2 separate regions of the Sus scrofa genome follow, and region 2 is linked to region 1. Evidence: chromatin contacts called from public Hi-C data. All regions are on one chromosome and are shown on one strand. The core of a region is the stretch at or near the end of the contact, and the rest is flanking DNA. Distances in the headings are between cores, read along the strand shown. Region 1 has its middle 20 kb from the start of NKX2-3. Region 2 overlaps SLC25A28 (mitoferrin-2).

Region 1 (3,794 bases), core at 991-3,490:
GGGCAGGAGTGGTCAGACCATGTCTTTTGAGCCCAGGAAGAGTTTGGATTTCATGAAGACTCTGAAGGCTTTTGAGCAGGCAGGTAACTCAGTCTGACTTCCTTTTTCTAAAGATCACTTTGGTAGGTGCATGAAGAAGGGCTCAGAGGCCACAGAGTGGAAGTGGTTGAAGCCCCAATCCCAGTGCCTCCAGTTGTGACTGCATTTGGAGATAAAGCCCATAAAGAGGTAATGAAATTCAAGTGAGGTCATTAGGGTGGCTCCTAATCTGATATGACTGGTATCCTTAAAGGAGAGATTAGGAAGTCCGTGTGAAGACACAGGGAGAAGACTGCTACCCACAGGCCAAGGACAGAGGCCTCGGAAGAAATCAACCCTGCAGACGCCATGATTTCGGACTTGCAGCCTCCAGACATGTAAGAAAATAAAATTCTGGAATTTAAGCCACCTGGTCTGTGCTCTTTTATTGTCACAGCTTAAGCAGACTAATATAAGTGGGATGTCCACTTAGGAGGTCACCAAAGGTGTCAGGCTGGAAGATGATGGTGGAGGGTCCTTGAGGGAATGAAAAGGAGATGGAGCAGACTGGATGATTCCAGAGAGAGCTTAGAGTATAATCTACAGAACTAGAGATGGAGGGAGTTCCTGTCGTGGCTCAGTGGTTAACGAATCCGACTAGGAACCATGAGGTTGTGGGTTCTATCCCTGGCCTTGCTCAGTGGGTTAAGGATCCTGGGTTGCTGTGGCTGTGGTGTAGGCCAGAAGCTACAGCTCTGATTAGACCCCTAGCCTGGGAACCTCTATATCCCGCGGGAGCAACCCTAGAAAGACAAAAAAAAAAAAAAAGAAGAAGAAGAACTCAAGATGGAGGGATCAGAGATGGTCAGATCAGGCTGGTCTGGACAGGTGATGATGGACATGGGGAAACACTAGGGAGAAACAGGGGTGACAGGAGAAGCAAAATACCTTAGCATGACCTCCATGGCTTTTCACCTTCTCAACGATATCAGAGAGAACATCGGCTGACCGCCCCCTCCAAAAACTAACTAATTAAACAATCCAACATAGAATTTTAAATGAATAGACCTCATTCTTAGTTAGGACATTTTTAGGTTTAGAGAAAAATTGAGCAGACAGAAGAGAGAGTTCCCATACACCCCTCTCCTCTGCACAGCGTCCCCCATTACACCAACCTAAGTTCTAAAGCCAAAGGAAACTGTTCCTAGAATCAAAATAAAGCCTATGCCTTTCTCCCTGTTTCTCCCCCAACAAAGAGATGGCTTCAGTGTGAGAAAGTGACACCAGCAGCACAACCTGCCCCGAGCTCTCCCTCAAGCCCCTCTCCCACTAGCTTCCCACCTTTCCTTTGACAGAACTAGTTTTCCCTTTCTTCACTTAGCCTGGCCAACTCCTATTCATTCATCAAATCTTGGCTCATGTGTCACCCCCTCCCAGAAGCCTGTCTTGATTGGCCACCCACCCCTCCCCATCTTGGGCCAATAACACCCTGTATGACCCACAAGTTATTCGTTCCCATCCTCGAGGCAGGAAACTGTTCTTCATGAATGTGCACCCTCCACCCCCCTCCCCTGCCCCCATGAGACGGTAACAAACTGCAGGGCAGGGACCTGGCTTATTGTGTCTGTATCCCTTAGATCTGGAGGTGCCGTAGCTGCGGTGCAGGCCGCAGCTGCTGCTGCTCATGTGCTGCAGGTGTTGCTGTAAAAAGAAAAAAAAAAGAAGAAGAAGGAAGGGAGGGAGGGGAAGGAAGAAGAAAAGGGAGGGAGGGAGGAAGGAAGGAAGGGAGGGAGAGAGAGAGGGGAAGGAAGGAAGGAGGAGGGAGGGAGGGAAGGAGGAAGGAAGGAAGGGAGGGAGAGAGAGAGGGGAAGGAAGGAAGGAGGGAGGGAGGGAGGAGGAAGGAAGGAAGGAAGGAAGGGAGGGAGAGAGAGGGGAAGAAGGAAGGGAGGGAGGAAGGAGGAAGGGAGGGAGGGAGAGGAGAGGGGAAGGAAGGAGGAGGGAGGGGGAGGGGGGGGGGAGAGAGGGGGGAGGGGAGGGAGGGAGGAGGGGAGGAAGGGAGGGAGGAAAAGAGGAAGAGAACAAAGTGTTCTCAGGAATTCAAGACTTAAACCTCAAAGCCAGTCAGCAAGGCTGCCTGCTAATTGCAGATCACAGCCTTCTTGGGAAGAGGAGTCACATGGCAGATTGCAGAAGGTACTTAGAGGATGCAGGGGGCGGACACTAACAGGAACAGCTGCTTGCGGTGAGCTGTTGCCCAACATGTCAGCGCCGGAGGTGCTGGGTGCGTACTGAGTGCTGAAAGGAAAACAGATCATCTTCTGTGTGCATGGCCCATATCCCTGACCCCTCCATTAGAGTGACCTATTGTGTGTGAACGTGAATCTGACATGTAATCTATAGACTTTGGTCCACCTGGTAGATGAGTGTTGCTTAAATGATCTAGCATCTCCCTGGAGGTCACAATTCCACTTAACTGGTAACTGAGTCTTATCACACTGCTCGAATTCTATTTCTGATGATACCCTAACATGATACACCCAGTGTAATGTATCTGTTGTGCTTGACACATAGGTTCTACTCAAGGTTTTGCCATGAACAGGCTGGGTGACTTTGGAGAAACATGCAGTTTCTCTGGATCTCCATTTTCTGTCTGGGGGCACTGAAGTGATCTATTTGCTTTCTCCAGAAAACTCCAGGGATGCGAGGGTGGGGGCAGGCTGGGAACAAAGCAAGGAGCCTGGCATAGGATTTGAAAACTTCCTTGATGCTGGTATCCTGAGCATTTCCTCCTGATGTTAATCAAATGAGTGCTACCTTGCTGGCTCTCTTGCATTGGATAAACTGGGGGGGGGGGGGCTCTCTATCCTTTGAAAGAGAAAGATCACTGATGCACGGAAAAAAGTACTATAGTTTATATACAAATAAAAAGGCAATTTAATATAACTGCTGTTTCCATGATTGAATTGCCTTATTTTTCAATACAAATAATAGAATAATAGACCACATCAAGCTATCAAATATTCCCTTTTTATTTTATTTTATTCTTTTTTTTTTTTTTTTTTTTTTGGCCTTGCCCACAGTGTGCGAAGGTTCCCAGGCCAGGGATCAAACCTGCACCACAGCAGTGACAACACCAGCTCCTTAACCCTCTGAGCCACCAGGGAACTCCAAGCTATCAAATAATCTTTCATTTCAAATTATAGGTCAGTTAGTACAGAAAGGGAGAAGTGAGGGAAGAAAGAAGGAAGGGAGAAGGAGAGAGGAAGATAGAATGCCTAGCAGAGGTTTAAAGAGGAAGAGGCAGAGAGAAAGAGAGAGGCAGAAGGAGGATGGAGGAGGGGGAGGGGAGGGGAAGGAGAAGTGGATGGAGAGAGCTAAGAACATCAGGGGAAACAGACGAAAACGCGTCTAAATGTCCTTCGCAGCCCTGCTCCTGCCCAGGGCTGTCATCTTTCATCACAGGGTTATTTGTTCTCACTTGCCCTCGAGTGTGAGTCTCTAATTCATCACTGTTCGCAAGCCAGGTCTTCATCTGCACTTTTAGTGACTTAAGGATTAAATCTACTGTAGGAACCTTGGTCATTTAAGGGAGGAATTCTTTAGGCTGTAGGGACAATGGCAAGAGGAATGTTTATCCCAGTGCCTGAGGAAATCAAGCAAACGTGGTGAGAGGGCAAGGCTTTTCCTCCAACAGGTAGAAGCCAAGTCACCTATTTGTTGCTGAATTTTTCCCCAAACAGTGATGGTTTTTGTGTACAGTAAATGTGGTCAGCATA
Region 2 (3,639 bases), core at 641-3,140, 58 kb before region 1:
CAGTAGAACAGTGCAATTTCTAAACATTCTTCCAATGCAAGATTAGTTTTGAACAAAATATATGGAAACATGTCATTGTTAAGCCATCAGGCCAAGGCCCAGATTACCTTTTTCTTTTTTAAGGGCCTAAGTTTATCTTTTTTTTTTTTTTTTTGTAGAAGTTCCCAGGCTAGGAGTAGAATCAGAACTACAGCTGCAGGCCTCCGTCACAGCCACAGCCACACAGGAGCCGAGCTGCATCTTACACCACAGCTCATGGCAACACTGGATCTTTAACCCACTGAGCAAGGCCAGGGATCGAACCCGCATCCTCATGGATGCTAGTTGGGTTTGTAACCCGCTGAACCACAATGGGAACTCCCCAGTTTATCTTTATTAGTGACCATAGCCAGCAAAGACCTGTGGTCTCCTTGAATAACTCCTCTGATGGATTTTATACCCCCGGGGTGATGGGAAAGATCAGTAAACACATTTTTTTTATTGGAAATTTATGCTTCTGGTGGACTTTTTTTTTGAGAGGTAGAAAAGAATGTGTCGCACTGTGATAAGTGATACTGTGTATTTCTGATTGAACTTCTAGTCATTAAACTTTCAGGCTACCAGTTCTTTGTTGGGAGAAGGGAGGAGAAAATAGCTTTAGAGGAATGTGGATTGTTTGCAGCTAAGTAGGACCTGTTAATCTGGTTAGCTTCTTTTCTCCCACGCTCTTGAGAGGAGGCAATACTCTTGGATTCTAAATGACCAACAGGAAGGTTCAAGCTTTTAAAAAAAATCCAGACTGATTTTTCAATCGGTGATTGGAATAAAGTAGGAATTTAAACTGTACTTGGGCATTAGTTGCCCCTACTGGCTCACTAAAGGCCTACTTGTTACTTTCTGAATTGGTGCAAAGCTCAGATTCATTCATTCAACAAACCTTGAATACCTATTGTGTTCCAGGCAGTGGACACTGGTTTTATATTATCTGATAGTCTTCATGCTACTTTAAGCTTGCAATAGATCATTATACAGGAGATCTGTATTGGAAGACTCTTCCTTCAGAGAAGGGCTGTGATTTGGGAAGTATTTCAAATAAGATTGATTTTCTAAATTTGAATAAAACTTTGTCCAGGAACATCATACAGAGTGTCTACCATATACATTCATTCCAATCATTGAATCCTCTAGAGATTCCAAGGGTTATGTTTCACCAAGACCGATTTTATTCACTGATGCCAGTTTTGCAATTCAGTCAGTTTAGGTGAGAGATCTGAAAGCCCCTTCAGTTTTAGAGACTAGACTGCTTTCCACTTTTATAATTTGAGGGTAAACTTTCCCAGGAGACTAGAGCAGCATCTATCAGGAAGGCTACTTCTGCCAATGCCAAACAGTCTGAAAAGGTCAGATTACCACCAAGGATAAATCAAAGAATAAGCCATCATCTCGTTGGTCGGTGTAGGATGTGGTCAGGAACCAGGCCCAGGATCAGTCTTCAGAAAAATAATGTATGTTCTTGACAGTCAATCATGGACTTTAGAATCCATTTGTAAAGAACTCTTAGCCTGAATTTTATATTCAGACACAAAAGCAAGTTCTCCTGAGACACAGGCTTAATATTTGCTGCTGGTGCTATGAATCATTTTGGAGTTTAAGGAACCATTATCGAGGAGTGATTTTTTGGAGGGAAAATAACAGCGTTCCTCTTGTAGGGTCACAGATGACCAGAAAGAAAGGTGCAAGACTTGGAAAGACTGGACATAGATATGGAAGGAAGTAGGACCGGATGCCAGGTATCACCTCTGCCTGCTGGTGCGGTTCCACGTAGAAGGTCTGCCCAGGGCCCAGGCCTGAGCGCTGAGGTTGGGTGCGGCGTCGGCATCACTGACACTGCACTTCTCCTTTCTGTGCTTTCAGACCCGGATGCAGAGCCTGCAGCCTGATCCCGCCGCCCGCTATCGCAATGTGTTGGAGGCCCTCTGGAGGATTATAAGAACGGAGGGCCTGTGGAGGCCCATGCGGGGGCTGAACGTCACAGCAACAGGCGCAGGGCCTGCCCACGCCCTCTATTTTGCCTGCTATGAAAAGTTAAAAAAGACATTGAGTGATGTAATCCACCCTGGGGGCAATAGCCATATTGCCAATGGTATTGAGCCTTCCTGTGCTGGTTCCCCCACTTTCCCAACTCTCTGGGCTTTGCTGCTGTCCGTGCTTTCCAGTCTCAGCAGGGTTTGAAGCTAGGGTAGGCCACATTATCTGGGAGGGACTTCCAGACCTGATGTTCTCAGCGGGCTGCTTCAGCCCCACCCCTGCTTGGAGGCACCTCAACAAAGGGTGACAGTACCCTCCCTTTGTTCCAGCTTCATTCACTCCTCCCGTCTTTTCCCTGACATCAACTTCTACTGCCCTGGTGATGTGGGGACACACACTGAACTCCCACCTGCCCGTTACATACTTCTTGGTAGTTAGGTGGTTTCCTGCTCCTCAGGATGGGATTGGAGGTGACCCAGCCACCTAAGGAAGATATGAATGGAGCCCCAGCTCTTTGCCTCACCTTTTCAGGATCCCAGCTGCCCAGGAGCAGTTTGTGTCATTGAGGACATGACAAGGCCTCTAAAAGTGAATGGGGTTGGGGCCAGGGGGCTTCTGTACAAAGAAACCTGAGGGTTGGCGGTTGTGTGGAAATAAGGGAGGGGATAGCAGCCCGGACACCCAGGATTGTGTGAAAGTAAATGAAGTGGAGAGGTAAGCGTGAGGGATACGGTAGTTGAGCACCTGAGGGAAAGGTCTAGATGGACAGCTGTTAGGATCTGGAGACTGGGATTGGGCAGCAGGACAGAGGGTGAGATTCTCTGGTGGACTACTGCCCACCTGCTCGTGTGCTCTCCCTCTGGGGGCAGCTGAAGTGCTGGCATCCCTTGGCCACAGTGTATCGGCTTCCTCTGTGGAGCATGAACTGCATTTATTCTCAGAGCCACCTGTGTTGATAAAATCTGGGCTGTTTTCTCAGACTTTCCCTGGCCTTTCTTATCGTAGCTGTAGCAGGGAGATTGATGGCATTGCTAGGTTAGAGGGAATGAATATCTTTATTTCCCTGAATAGGAGTTTAGAAGCAATGGGTTCCCATATTGTAAACTGGCTCTTATCATTCCCTCTCCCTGCTGTGGTTTAGCACAGCCAGGCCCCTTCACTCTGGGGCCTCAATGAATCAGTCACCCTCTCCTGGCCTTACCATGGCAGTTGTTTTCTCCTTTGCAGGTGCGGCCGGGTGCGTAGCAACATTACTTCATGATGCAGCCATGAATCCAGCAGAAGGTAATGATTCCTCACCTTCTCCCTCTGTGGAAGCTGCAGCTGCAACTCTGTGCTTTTCCTCTGATTTTGGTTTGCAGAAGAAAGCCAGAGAGCACGCCATCAATTTTGGTGGGAAATCCTGGCATGTTACATTGTATTACCACCAGAGGGCGCTCCCTCCATTTGTTGGTAATGAGAAGGATTTCCTTAGATGGGAAGCATATTCATTGAAATCTGATTCATCTTTGGGGCTTTCCTGGAAAAAGGTATGGCTCTGTGTGGCCTGTTCCTGGGCCTTCCTGGAAGTCCCCTTTATAGTGGATTTGATTTTAAAACTTTAGCAGATTATTTCACTTCAAGAGGCACAGA

The links. Hi-C and Micro-C count contacts between places; a contact is called where the count stands out from the background.
Region 2: a contact with region 1 is called in a Hi-C map of alveolar macrophages, with 2.5 times the contacts expected there. The contact joins two enhancer-like sites. A contact is called at or near these places in 1 of 5 promoter capture datasets (liver) and 19 of 47 Hi-C or Micro-C datasets (alveolar macrophages, blood, brain and 12 more).

What each region holds. Positions count from the first base shown.
Region 1 is chr14:110,738,952-110,742,745 of Sscrofa11.1, reverse strand. No RefSeq gene overlaps it. Among named protein-coding and RNA genes, the nearest start is that of NKX2-3, 20 kb to the right of the region's middle. Within about 2 kb of position 2,240, at least 10 of the 83 cell types and tissues checked have an H3K27ac peak or open chromatin away from gene starts, as enhancers often do. A contact at or near this core is called in alveolar macrophages, where this site is marked.
Region 2 is chr14:110,797,167-110,800,805 of Sscrofa11.1, reverse strand. SLC25A28 (mitoferrin-2) reads left to right here. Exons shown (of 4, transcript XM_003133165.4): 2 at 1,894-2,122; 3 at 3,235-3,291. Among named protein-coding and RNA genes, the nearest start is that of SLC25A28, 6.6 kb to the left of the region's middle. Within about 2 kb of position 1,890, at least 5 of the 83 cell types and tissues checked have an H3K27ac peak or open chromatin away from gene starts, as enhancers often do. A contact at or near this core is called in alveolar macrophages, where this site is marked.